Regions from separate parts of the Sus scrofa genome. Here all the other regions are linked to region 2. The links are chromatin contacts, called in public Hi-C and HiChIP or PLAC-seq maps. All regions are on one chromosome and are shown on one strand. The core of a region is the stretch at or near the end of the contact, and the rest is flanking DNA. Distances in the headings are between cores, read along the strand shown.

Region 1 (3,788 bases), core at 31-2,530, 620 kb before region 2:
GCATAGCCAGCACCAGAGAATTCACATATCTCAACTCCACCGTATGAGGTGGACCTTTCAGGGCACCACCTGAGACCTTATAATAGGCTAGGCATGCCCAGAAACCCAGTCCAAGATATATGCTTTGTCAACTAACAAAAGGCCCTATTTCTGCAAGGCTATACCTCCTAGGAAATAAATATTTGCTTATACTTCCCCTGGCCCTCCTCCAATTAAAAGGCAATAACGTCGTCCTCTTTAAGACAAAAACAATCAAGCAAGGAAATAGACTTCATTCCGAGTATTGCAAATGAAGAGCACTCCAGATATGAAGATCAGTTTGTCTACGCAGGATAGTTTTATGCTTTCATAGGGAGGAAGGTAGAAAAAATTATGGATTGACTTGCAGTCAGGAAATATCAGTCAAGTAAACAGAATATGCTTATCTCTGTATCTAGCTAGTTTTAGAAGAGCAAAGATGTGAACAGGAAATTGAAGGGGTCTGAACCTGCCCTTATGAGCAGGTTCAGGAAGAAGGGGAAAGGTCTTTGACCTTGTCACAGGTAAGCAAGTGGGTCTTCTGTAAGTCTTATGGAACTCATGAAAAAGAGCAGAGAGTGAGTTTTACTTAAGAGACAAGGAGAAGAATGGTACTACTCTACAGTGAGTTGAACAGGTCTGTAAGTATCTTAACCACTGCTGTTTCCCAGGAGTATACAGGGCTCAAGGAAAGCACTTACAAGGCTCAAGTAAGGTTCAAAAATGTTATTCTTCTCCAAGATTTCATCCAGGGGCCCTTCTGGATGCAAAACCCTGTACTTCCTATCATTGACCAAAAGGCTTCTTAATATGGAAATTCAGTCGTTTTTTTAGAAAGGAAGAAAAATGCCTTGAAAAGAGACTCTTTTGATCATGCCACTTAGTAAAGCATCATAGCGCGTTAGGCTTGGAACCACAAGTCCCAGAGAGCAATGCGACACTGCTTCCCCGTACTAAAGGCGGGAATCAAGAGCCTCGCTGCATGACGGGAACGATAGTTAATTACCGTAGCATGGAAATTTTAATTTTAGCGGGTCTTCATTTTTCGGAAGATCCTCAAACAAGGCGCAGACGGAGAGCCAATAAGGTAATATTATCATCTCCATGGGAACCAGAGATAGGTTCCTCCAAAGGGAGGTTTTAAACTGCAGTTTCGACTCCCGCTCTATTTTCCCACTAGTCTCCTTTCCGGCCGTGCCGTGCGTTATTACCGTCGCGTCTTCTCATTGGCCGGGTGACAGATGACGGCGCTTGCGCACTGCATTCTTTTGAGGGTCGTGGGCAGACGCCATTTTGGCCCTAGAGGTGCTTCTGGGAAGTAGAGCGCTGACCCACACGCTTTGCCCGCCCGCCGGGTTGGGCCTCTGCTGCTGGGATTTCTAGATCAAAGGGTTCTACCGCTGCCTGTTGCCTTATTCTCCGCACTCTCCAAACCCTTTGGTCGGGCGGGAGCCTCTGAGCACCGGGCCGCGCCATCGGTGGTCACAGCGCCGGGAAGGAGGTGACGGGGGCGGCGCGGGGCGCAGACACTCCCCGCCGAGAGCCGCCTGAAATGGACTCGGAATATTACAGCGGCGACCAGTCAGGTGGGGCAGGGACCTAGGATACAGGGCTGGGGGCGGAGTGGTTACTTGGCAGAACTTGGCCTCGCACCCGGCGGGAAAAGGGGGAGGCCCCGGAGACGTTCCTTTGCCGGACTCGGCCCGAAGAGGACCGAGGCAGAGCGGGGAGAGCCCGCCGACCGGCTGCGGGCCCCGAAGTTGGAATCTTGGAGAGAGGATTCTAGGGGGACAGCGGTCTTCTGAGTCGGCTAAAGGTGTTGAGATTGGGGAGTAACTTCTAGGTATTAGGCGCTTTCTTTGTGCAAAGTAATAGGGAAGGTCTCTCCTGATACGGGACTTTTTTTTTTTTTTTTTTTTTTCCCCCCCTTTTCAGGAGTTGAGAGTATTTTTCGAGAATCCAAGGGGTATATGAGGGTATGATATCTTACCTCCTCCAGACGTTTCACTCGGAGTTGGGACTAATTCGATCTCGCCTGCAAACTAGTTTCTCCCATTAAAGAAAATGTAGAACACTTATTTGAGTTGTATACATATTTTAGAATATGTATCTCTGGGACTTAACTGGTGATTTTGGTGCCCGTCCTTCACATTGAGAGCTTTCCTTTTTCTCCTCGCTTGAGTTTGTTCTCTTTTCTTTTCCTGTTTACTCAACGAGCTCTCTGTCCCACTCCGCTAACTCTGTGCTAGGCACTGGAGATCAAGAGACGAATAAGGCAGGATCTCGTGGGGAATAAAAACGTTTCTTTTGCTTCCCTTTGTGTCCTAGTTCCATTGAGTATTCTTTATCAAAAAGTGCTTAAATAATTTTCTGAGCGTTAACTACCTTCTTTTCTGTTTTGAGTTACCTTCAATTCCTTATATGACGGCGAGTAGTAATGACAATATACTGCTTTAAACGTTTTTTCCTATGTTTTCAAATTAGTTGTCACTTCATTTGTGTTTTTAAATTATTTTTAAACAAGTACTTCATATAAAGTGCTGAAAGACATGAAAAGTTAGTTCCTTGAATGTTCATTTTTTAAGCTGTTTTTTGTTTTATTCCTGTATTCCTAATTTATGTTGTATCTTAGTGCATCTTTTTTAGGCATTTTGAAATGATTTCCTTTTATCCTAGGACTAGGATTTTAGCCTCTTCTGTGCCCTCTTCTCCCCCGTATTTTAACTGTTAAAATGTAATTTTTATTGACTAGTTAATAAAATATTAAATATATTAAAATTTATGCTTTACTCCTTAGCTAAGTAGTCATAAACATGTAGTGATTTCATTCTTAAACAAATTTTGGTTTTCTTGTAATTGTCTATAGTTCATTTTTGAAATTTATTTATTTTGGGAGTTCCCATTGTGGTTCATCAGGTTAAGGACCCAGCATTGTCTCTGTGAGGATGTGGGTGTGATCCCTGCCCTTGCTCAGTGGGTTAAGGATCTGGCATTGCCTCAGGCTGCAGTGTAGGTCACAGATGAGGCTTGGATCTGGTGTTGGCTATGACTATGGCACAGGCCTCAGCTGCAGCTCTGATTGAACCCCTCTCCCAGGAACTTCATTCCATATGCTACAGGTGCAGCCATAAAAGGAAAAAAAAATTTTTTTTTAATCAAACTTTCTAACCAAGGCTTCCCATGTCCTCCAACAGCCCTACATTCCTCTCAGTACAATTTTACCCTTTTTTTTTGGTTGATCTGCAGCATATGGAGCCCCTGGGCCAGGCTTCAGATCCTAGCCACGGTAGTGACCTTACGCTGAATCCTTAACTCACTGGCCTGAACTGGAGATCAAACCTGTGTCTCAGTGCTCCCAAGACGCTGCTAATTCCATTGCACCACAGCAGGCGCCCCTTACTTTGCATTTTTAAAGTATGCTTAAAGGTAGGTTGCAATTCGTTTTATAATAATAGTGTAGTAGTATACGCTCTCTCTTAAGGAGTTTGAACAATTTCTGGACTAGAGTTCTTTGTACTCTTCATTCATAAACAAATACTGTACATCATGTACAGAGCAGTGTTCTGAGCTCCAGGGATTCAACAGCGAACCAAAATCCCTGCTCTTTTGGCACTTGCATTCAAGTGAGGAAAGACCCACATTAAACAAAATTAACTTGGTAAGTTGTGTAGTACATTTAGAAGGTGGTAAGTGTGTGCTGTGGAGAAAATAGACTGTTATTTTAACATAAAGATGAAATAAAGTGCATACTGTTATTTAGAGTTTGTTGA
Region 2 (4,065 bases), core at 350-2,849:
CATGAGGTACAGGAGGCATATTCGCTCTCTGACCCATAGGGTGCATTCCCATTGGGGCATAATGCATGCTAGGGTGCCCCATCTGAAAAAAAAAAAAAAAAAGAAAAAAAAAAAAAAGGAAAATTTACAAATTAGCAAAGACCGATAAATGCATCTCAAAAATTAACGAAGACTAATAAATGCTTCTCAAAAATCTGACTTCAACAAGTCAGTTATGCGCATAACATTATATTTGTCTAATATGTGACTAAACTATTGATTCAACATTTACTTTCTGGTCTTAAATCTGCAACTTAGCAAATTTCAGAAAGTGGAAAAAATTAAAATCATTACTGGATACCTAATTCATTTTTTAAAACATGATGATTTAATCAATTACTAAATGGCTTGCTAAAGTGAGAGAATACAGTTTAAACGCCAGCCTAAAAACTATCATGGTGAAAACCACAGCTTTGTCCTACTTCACAGATATAAGACAGCTTATTTTTATTTTATTGCGCCATTTATCCTTACTTTCTACATTGATTTTAAACTTTAAAATGCCGAAGTTACCAAATTAACTCAGATAAGGGCTACCCTTATAAAACACCAACAGTATGGATCCTCAGGAACACTTCACTCTTAATACATAAACATACTACTTACAACAGAATCTTTGAGAAAAATTACTTATGCCAAAAAAAAAAAAAAATCCCAAAGACCGAGGTCTGTCATTCATAGATACTAAAGTAAATAACTAATTCATCCATCTTAACGAGCTCCTATAAAAAGACAACTACTTTCTTTACCTGTGTCTTCATTGTTCCAGGCCTTAAAACCAGGTAACTATCTCCTGCCAATTCTCCCAGCTGTCCTCCCGCTACGGACACCACTAACACAGGTGAAGAAATTCTGGCAGCCTGTTTTAGACTCTACAGAATCAAATCTCCGCCTCCCCAACACGGCTAAGTCAGGCCTACCTCTCCAAAACGCTCACCCCGCCCGCGACCAGCACAACCAACGCGCAACTGCCTAGGCCAAACCCACCAGCAACTTCCAGGGTCCCACTTCCTTTTCTTTGTGCACCCCCGCCCTCCATTTCTCTCCCCCGGAACATATCCCACCATCTCGAGCTCTTCCTTCGTCCACTCTCATCTTCTTCTCCTTTGGGAGAAAGCTTCCTCTCTCTCTGACTCCGTTTTCATTGTGCCGCTTTCCCCTGCCCCACCGATCCCTTACCGAGGGCCGTCTCCTCAGGAAGCCGTCAGCAGAGACCCAAGAGCTGGAGCAGAGGCTTGAGCCGGACAATCTCCGCTCCCCGTCCCCGGGACCCCGCGAGGGAGGATGGCTCTCCATTTCACTCACCATGAGGCCTCCTCGCTCAGCTCCCGTCCCCGGCCTCATCGTCGGGCTCAGACTGCTCCGCCGGCGGCCACTGCCGCTACACATACCAACAAGAAGCGATCTGAGTGGCTGGAGCCCACTGGGGCCAAAGGTTAAAGGCTGCCCTGCGCTACGGGGCGGAACCAGCGGGGCCAATAAGCTGACAGGCTTCTCCGCTGTCCAATCAGACTGCGCTGCCGACACGCAGCTCTTCGGCGATTCGCTCCCAACCTCAGCCTCACTCGGCGTCGCCTGCATGGAGGGGGGAGGGGGACGGAGGAAGTTTCTGTTGCAAGTCCTCTTGGGGAAAAACTCCAGTAACTTACCCCAGGGAAGGGAAGACGTCTGTGTCTCAGCCTCCCGAGCTTAGTTCGCCTCACCCCGAAGGGGGTGGGGCAGTGGGGTTCTGCCACCTTCACCCCCCGCCCGAGTTACGTACGCCCCCACAAACCTGAGGCCGCCTGGGGTGGGGTGGGGTGGTAGGGTGGGGTGGGATGGTAGGGTGGGGGTGGGGGTGGGGAAAGCTTCTAGCGTTAGCGGTGGCCGGATACGCGCGCGCGCGCGCGCGCGGGGGGCGGATCGAGTTGGAGGGAGGGGGCGAAGAAGGCTAGAGGAGGGGTCTTGAGAAGGTTCGATCTCCGTAAGATCCAACTGGGGAGCGGGCGCCGGGATAGGGGAGTGAGGGGAGCCGGAGGCGTGCCAAGCTGCGTGGTGGGAAGTTGTAGTGGGGCGGGGAGAACAAAACGTAAGGGAAGGAGGAATGGGCTGTTAAGGGAGGTGAGGGTGCGGGGTGGTGAACTGCCGTGGAGGGAAGCGGGGGTGGAGGTAGGAGCGAGTGTAAGGCGTAAAAGTGAGAAAACAAATTGAGTCGGTAATGTGTATTAGGGCGCATGGCGGGCGCTAGGACCGGGTGCCACGAAGGTGCGACTTTGGGGCTGCCGGGCCGCGCTCTTGCTTAGAGGCGACGCTGCGATGGCCGAGGTCTCAGGGCGAGACGAACCTGTGCAGGGATAGGGGACTTGACTGCCTTCGGCCTCTTCTTTCCTCCCCTCTGCGCTCTTCTCTGCTCGCCTTCCCTCCTACAGCTTGAGGGTAGTACCCTGATCCTGGGACGCCCAGCCTCTCCAACTCCACAGCACCTTACCCGCCCAGCCGCCCACCCTTGCGCACCCCTGCGCGCCTCTGTCTGGTGGTTTAGGCCGGGGGGGGGCCGTTGATTGGCTGCTGGGACCGCGGGGAGGGGCTGGTGAACAACGCTCGCTCTCTGGGCCTCACTGTCTTTCCCGCCATGTCGTTCGTGGAGAGCGGGAGGCGCCCGGCCCCTCTGCGCCGTCGTCCGGGTACCCCTGTCCCGTTCGCTCGGCCGGCATTTTCCGCTTCCACTCAGGGAGACAGCTGGGGTGAGGGTGAAGTCGATGAGGAGGAGGGATGCGACCGAGTAGCCCGTGACCTGCGAGCGGAATTCTCGGCCAGGGCGTCGCCCGAACCTAGAAAGGACTCGCTCCTCCGGCCAGATGGGGACGGGTCTTCCCTCCTGGCGGATAAGCGGAATGGCATCTTGGCGGATGCGGGCGGTCGAACCCGAGCTCGGCGCTGGCCGGTCCAGGTCCTCTCAATTCTCTGTTCGCTGCTGTTCGCCATCCTCCTTGCCTTCCTCCTCGCCATCACCTACCTGATCGTAAAAGGTACTGAAGTCCAGAAACTGTATAGTTTTTTAAGCTGAGGTTGGACGTGGCTCTCGGCTTCAGCTCCTTCTCCCTATCAAAGGCCACCAAGCTGTAGCGACTTCCATCCAGAGTCCTCATCCGCATTTTTTGGCCTTCCCGTTTTGTTTTCTTTTTCTTAAAGGTGGAAGACCTTGGTCTGTGGTCAGGAGACCTATTTTAAGAAAGGGTCTTCATTAAGTGGGTAGTCATGAAAAAGAGAAAAAGTATCTTAAAGTCAGTGAACACTTGGGGTAAAACCTTAGCAAACTTAAGCAAAATTCAAGACAACCATCATTAAAGGAAGACGGTGAAAAGTGTAATTAAAGTAGGCTATGCAAGTTCAAAGACTTTAATCTGCAAATGATTAAAGATGTGTGTAATACACTGATTCCTCTGTACACTTAAGGAATTCCTGAAGGACAAGGATTTGCATCCTACAACCCAAATTTCTCTTGTATAGATAAAATTAGTACCTCTCGGTTTCGTCTTAGGTTTGCACCCAGTGTAGTGGTAAAGTTCTGTTGCGGGATCTTGAGTCTGTTTTTTCTCCGATTGATAGTTTTATTTCCCGGTGTCTTAAGTTGAAATATTGGCCAGATTGGAACAGATGTGCCTTGAAAGGTTTTCCACAGCTTATATGAATATATTATGTGGTTAGGTAATTTATATTGCAGTGGAAGGAATCAGACCTGAGTTTAAATCTCAGTTCTCACTGATGTGTGACTTTGGCTAAGTTACTGAAAAAGAAAAAAACAAAACTACCTTAGTATGAAAAGCATCCAACGCATTGTTATCCGAGTCAGTTTAATTCAAGTTTTTATTTTTCCTCATTGCTTCCAAGCCCCTTGTGGGCTGCAGGTGCATGTAGCAGATTACCATGCTGGATTTTCATAGAGAAGACTAATTGGCAAGTTAATTATGAGTTTTACCTCTTCAAACAATAGTATTGGGTGTAAACTCAATGTCAAACTTTGACAATGTTTCATTCCTCTATCCC
Region 3 (3,627 bases), core at 967-3,466, 990 kb before region 2:
GATGATGAAAAGCTATGCCTTGTTTTTATAGTGGTACAGCTATATCATGGCAAATTGGGGTGACATTTTAGGTTCATGCACAGGGCTTGAGCCACTTAGCTTTCCCACAGTTCCCCTATCCCAACTATATTACGTTCCCACCACTTGCTGGTTTTCTTCTTCATTTAATTATTCAGGCTACAAAAAATTACCTTATGCCTACTATGTAACAGGTTTTTGCACTATATGCAGGAAATGAGAAAATAAATAAGACATAGCCACTTCCATCTTTATGGTAAAAATTGTCCTCTTCTTTCTTCTTCTTGTTCCTAATTTCACTCTATTTTTTTTTAAATCTTTTTCATCTTTGTAGGGCCACACTGGTGGCATATGGAGGTTCCCAGGCTAGGGCTCCAATCGGAGCCATAGCTGCCGGCCTACACCACAGCCACAGCAACTCGGAATCCGAGCCATGTCTGCAACCTACACCACAGCTCACGGCAACGCCGGATCCTTAACCCACTGAGCGAGGCAAGGGATGGAACATGCAACCTCATGGTTCCTGGTCGGATTCATTAACCACTGAGCCACGACAGGAACTCCTCACTCTGCTATTTTTGCATCAGTGCATACTATTGCTTTCTGATGTGAAGTGACCCCAAAGTGACTTTTTAAAAAGTCCTGCCTTTCAGTGTCAGTAAACAACAGCAGGTCCTACTTCTTGGTAAAATGCCTTTTGACAGCTCAAAGCAAGGTTTGTTTTTGTTTTAATTTGGGAGTGTTTCAAGTCCAACTTAGTTCCATCATTTACCTTCTGGCAGCTTGATAACCAGGGAGCAATAACTCCCTTATCTGTGAGCTGTTCAATGACAACATAGCACCACCCTGGGAGCAATAGACTAAGGCCCTTTTCCAGATTTCAAGACTTTCAGCTGGAAAGACTTTCACTATATGAAATTTATTCTGATTATTTTAAGTCAGGATATGATCCACTTATTCAGAAACCAACAAAGGAATGACCTCTGGCTTGCTGCCTCTAGCATTTCTGGCTCCAGGCCATATGATCATCTAATTTGTAGTTTTTCAGGCCTACAGAGGTTAGAAACTGGGAAAAGTGGAACTCAACAGCAGATAAGCACCTCCAGACCTTGACAGGAATTATGAAGACTGCTCTAAATGGCTTTTGTGGAAAAAAAAAAAAAAAAAACTGACCTCTTGTAGATCCCGTTGTAGCTCAGCAGTAACGAACCCGACTAGTATCCATGAGTATGAGAGTTTAATCCCTGGCCTCGCTCAGTGGGTTAAGGATCCGGCATTGCTGTGAGCTGCAGCAAAGGTCACAGATGTGCCTCAAATCTTGCGTTGTTGTTGCTGCGGCTGTGGTATAGGCCGGCAAGTGTAGCTCCCATTTGACCTCTAGCCTAGGAACTCCCATATGCCACAGGTGCGGCCCAAAAAAAGAAAGAAAAAAGTCACCTTCTTATTCTACAGCCATGTCTCTTCCTTCCACTGTTTTGCTCTGCCAGGTTCTCAGAGTTCCAGGTCCAAGGGGCACCAATCACTGTTTCCTCCCTTTTTTGCTGCCTACAGGTAATTTTGCTATAAGTCTGTAGTAGCAGATCTTACTATGCTTTAGTACATTATGCATTCTAGAGCAGAAGGTTTTTGCTGGAAAGCTTCACTGTTAGATATGATTTGCATTTTTTACTAGAGACTTTTCTTTGCTCTTGGAGGACAAACATGTTAAGGATTCCTTTCTGCGTAAACAGAATAGCAAAACACAGAACTGTCGATCTGTGGGCTTGAGTCTGTGTTCTCAACTAGACTGGCAATGCTTTAAAACAGGGCATGCCTTTGCTGCAGGGCCTAAACAGTTTGTAGTGGTTAGGGTGAGGGAGCAGGGCAGAAATGAGACTTTTAGTGCAACTCCATCTGTCACTATAATAAAAACGTTAAGTTGTCAAATTAAACACCAAATATTTGAAACGAGAATAATTTTCTATTAATTTTTTTTAATGTTTCTTGTATTGCTCTCTTTGAGGCCCTTGCCCTGCCAGTGCTGAGGTATCTGCCTAGTCGACCAAATGAATTAACCCTGCACTGTAGATAGTGGCCACTTGAGTCGTTTCTGGGCTGGGGACTGGGGTGGGGGTGGGGGTCAAGACCGAGATTTGGGCTCCTGACACCACCTAGGGTGGTCTGTCCTTTCCAGTACACGAGGAGGCTGGCACTGAGCCTGGAACTCCTTCTCAAAAGCCTGGCCGGATCCGATGGGTCTGCTGAATATAAGGCTGCTCCGAGCTACCCCTTCCTGGCTGCCTTCGAAGGCTTCGACTAGGTGGGGTGAAGCGACGCGAGCCTAACTGCTCCGGGAAAGCCGTGGGCGGCTGAGTGTTGGGCGGGAAAGGGCGGAGCGGCGAGGCTGGGCATCCCGGCTGCATCCCAAGCCGGTACCTGGGCCGCGTCACGGACAATGCCGCCGGCCCGGGCCGCACTACAATTCCCGACGCGCTCTGCGCTCGCTCGCAGAAGCCAAGGCAGCCCGGCCTGCACTGCGCCGACCGGCCTCACAGCCGGGAGCTTCGCTCCGCAGGCTCAGCGACCCGAGGGGTCCGACCCACCGGCCTCCTCCTGCCCCTCACCTCCCACCCGTCTTTATTTCAACCGCCTAGGCTTCTACCCCAAGAGTGGAAAGCAGCCTCCTAATTCAACCCGTGGAGTCGACTCCAGCCAATAATGTGCGCGAAGCTAGGCCACGTGACAGCAGCGGGGTGGTGCTCCAGAGGCTCTCCGATCTCTATGGTTTTGGCGACTAGCTAGAGGGCGTGTGGTCCACTGGAGGACTACCTACATTCTTCCTCCATTACCTCACTGCCTCCGGTGGCTGCTGGGATACCGGAAGACTCGGGTCCCGGCTCGGCTCAGTCCTCCAGCTGCCCGGGGAATACCTCTAGCAGTTCTTCCCTGCCGCCACCGCCGCCCCGCCGCTTCCTCCTCCGCCCGCCCCCGCCGGCCTTCTTCGCCCCGCCCCGTCCGCGCCGCGCGTCCGGCCCGTCTGCGGCCCGCTTCTCTCGCGAGCCCCCACCCAGGCGCATGGCTCCATGAAGCAGGAGGAGGAGGCAGAGCGCGAGAGGTCCCGTCTGCCCCGGCTGCGCCTGGGCCAGGAGAAAAGGTGGGAAAGTCGGTCCGCGCCGCGCCCTCCTCCCCCGTCCCCGCCAGGCCGTCCTCCCAGGGGCTGCCGCCGTGCGTGTCGGGCCTCCTCACCCCGAGGCGACCGGAGGGGCCGGCGAGTGGGTCCCCGGGGTTCGGGGTTCGGGTCCCGGGGCAGCATGGGGGAGGGGCTCTGGGGGCGGTGAAAGGAGGCGGCAGGGCGGGGCCTGCGGGCCGCGTGTGCGGGCGGGGAGCTAGTGGGTCGGAAGGCGTGCTGGGGAGGGGGTGAGTGGATGCCCCTGCCCCGGGCCGCGAGGCGAGGCCAGGCGAGGCTCCAGCTCCTTTCTGCACTCCCTCCAGGAAACAGTGGCGGGTCGTGTAAAGTTTGGTGGTCTCCGGCGCCGCCTGGCGGCCCTCGCCCACCGTCCCGCCGCCCCGCCGCCCCCTCCCCCGCCCGGCGTCTGGATTCCACCCCCGCGGCTCTGCCCTCTAAACCCT

What was found. Hi-C and Micro-C count contacts between places; a contact is called where the count stands out from the background. HiChIP or PLAC-seq counts read pairs in DNA pulled down with a chosen protein or histone mark.
Region 1: a contact with region 2 is called in a Hi-C map of liver, with 5 times the contacts expected there. The contact joins the promoter of IWS1 here to the promoter of ARL6IP6 in region 2. A contact is called at or near these places in 2 of 5 promoter capture datasets (fetal liver and liver), 2 of 47 Hi-C or Micro-C datasets (heart right ventricle and liver) and 1 of 2 datasets of contacts at active chromatin or transcription factors (alveolar macrophages).
Region 3: a contact with region 2 is called in an H3K27ac HiChIP or PLAC-seq map of alveolar macrophages. The contact joins the promoter of AMMECR1L here to the promoter of ARL6IP6 in region 2. A contact is called at or near these places in 2 of 47 Hi-C or Micro-C datasets (both in skeletal muscle) and 2 of 2 datasets of contacts at active chromatin or transcription factors (alveolar macrophages and skeletal muscle).

The regions. Positions count from the first base shown.
Region 1 is chr15:59,821,509-59,825,296 of Sscrofa11.1, forward strand. IWS1 (protein IWS1 homolog) reads left to right here and starts at 1,281. Exons shown (of 14, transcript XM_021076423.1): 1 at 1,281-1,604. The coding sequence starts at 1,571.
Region 2 is chr15:60,437,989-60,442,053 of Sscrofa11.1, forward strand. ARL6IP6 (ADP-ribosylation factor-like protein 6-interacting protein 6) reads left to right here and starts at 1,600. Exons shown (of 4, transcript XM_001926700.7): 1 at 1,600-3,047. The coding sequence starts at 2,651. It overlaps PRPF40A (pre-mRNA processing factor 40 homolog A), which reads right to left and starts at 1,392. Exons shown (of 26, transcript NM_001244573.1): 1 at 1,219-1,392; 2 at 1-82. The coding sequence starts at 1,383.
Region 3 is chr15:59,450,854-59,454,480 of Sscrofa11.1, forward strand. AMMECR1L (AMMECR1-like protein) reads left to right here and starts at 2,217. Exons shown (of 9, transcript XR_002339479.1): 1 at 2,217-3,151.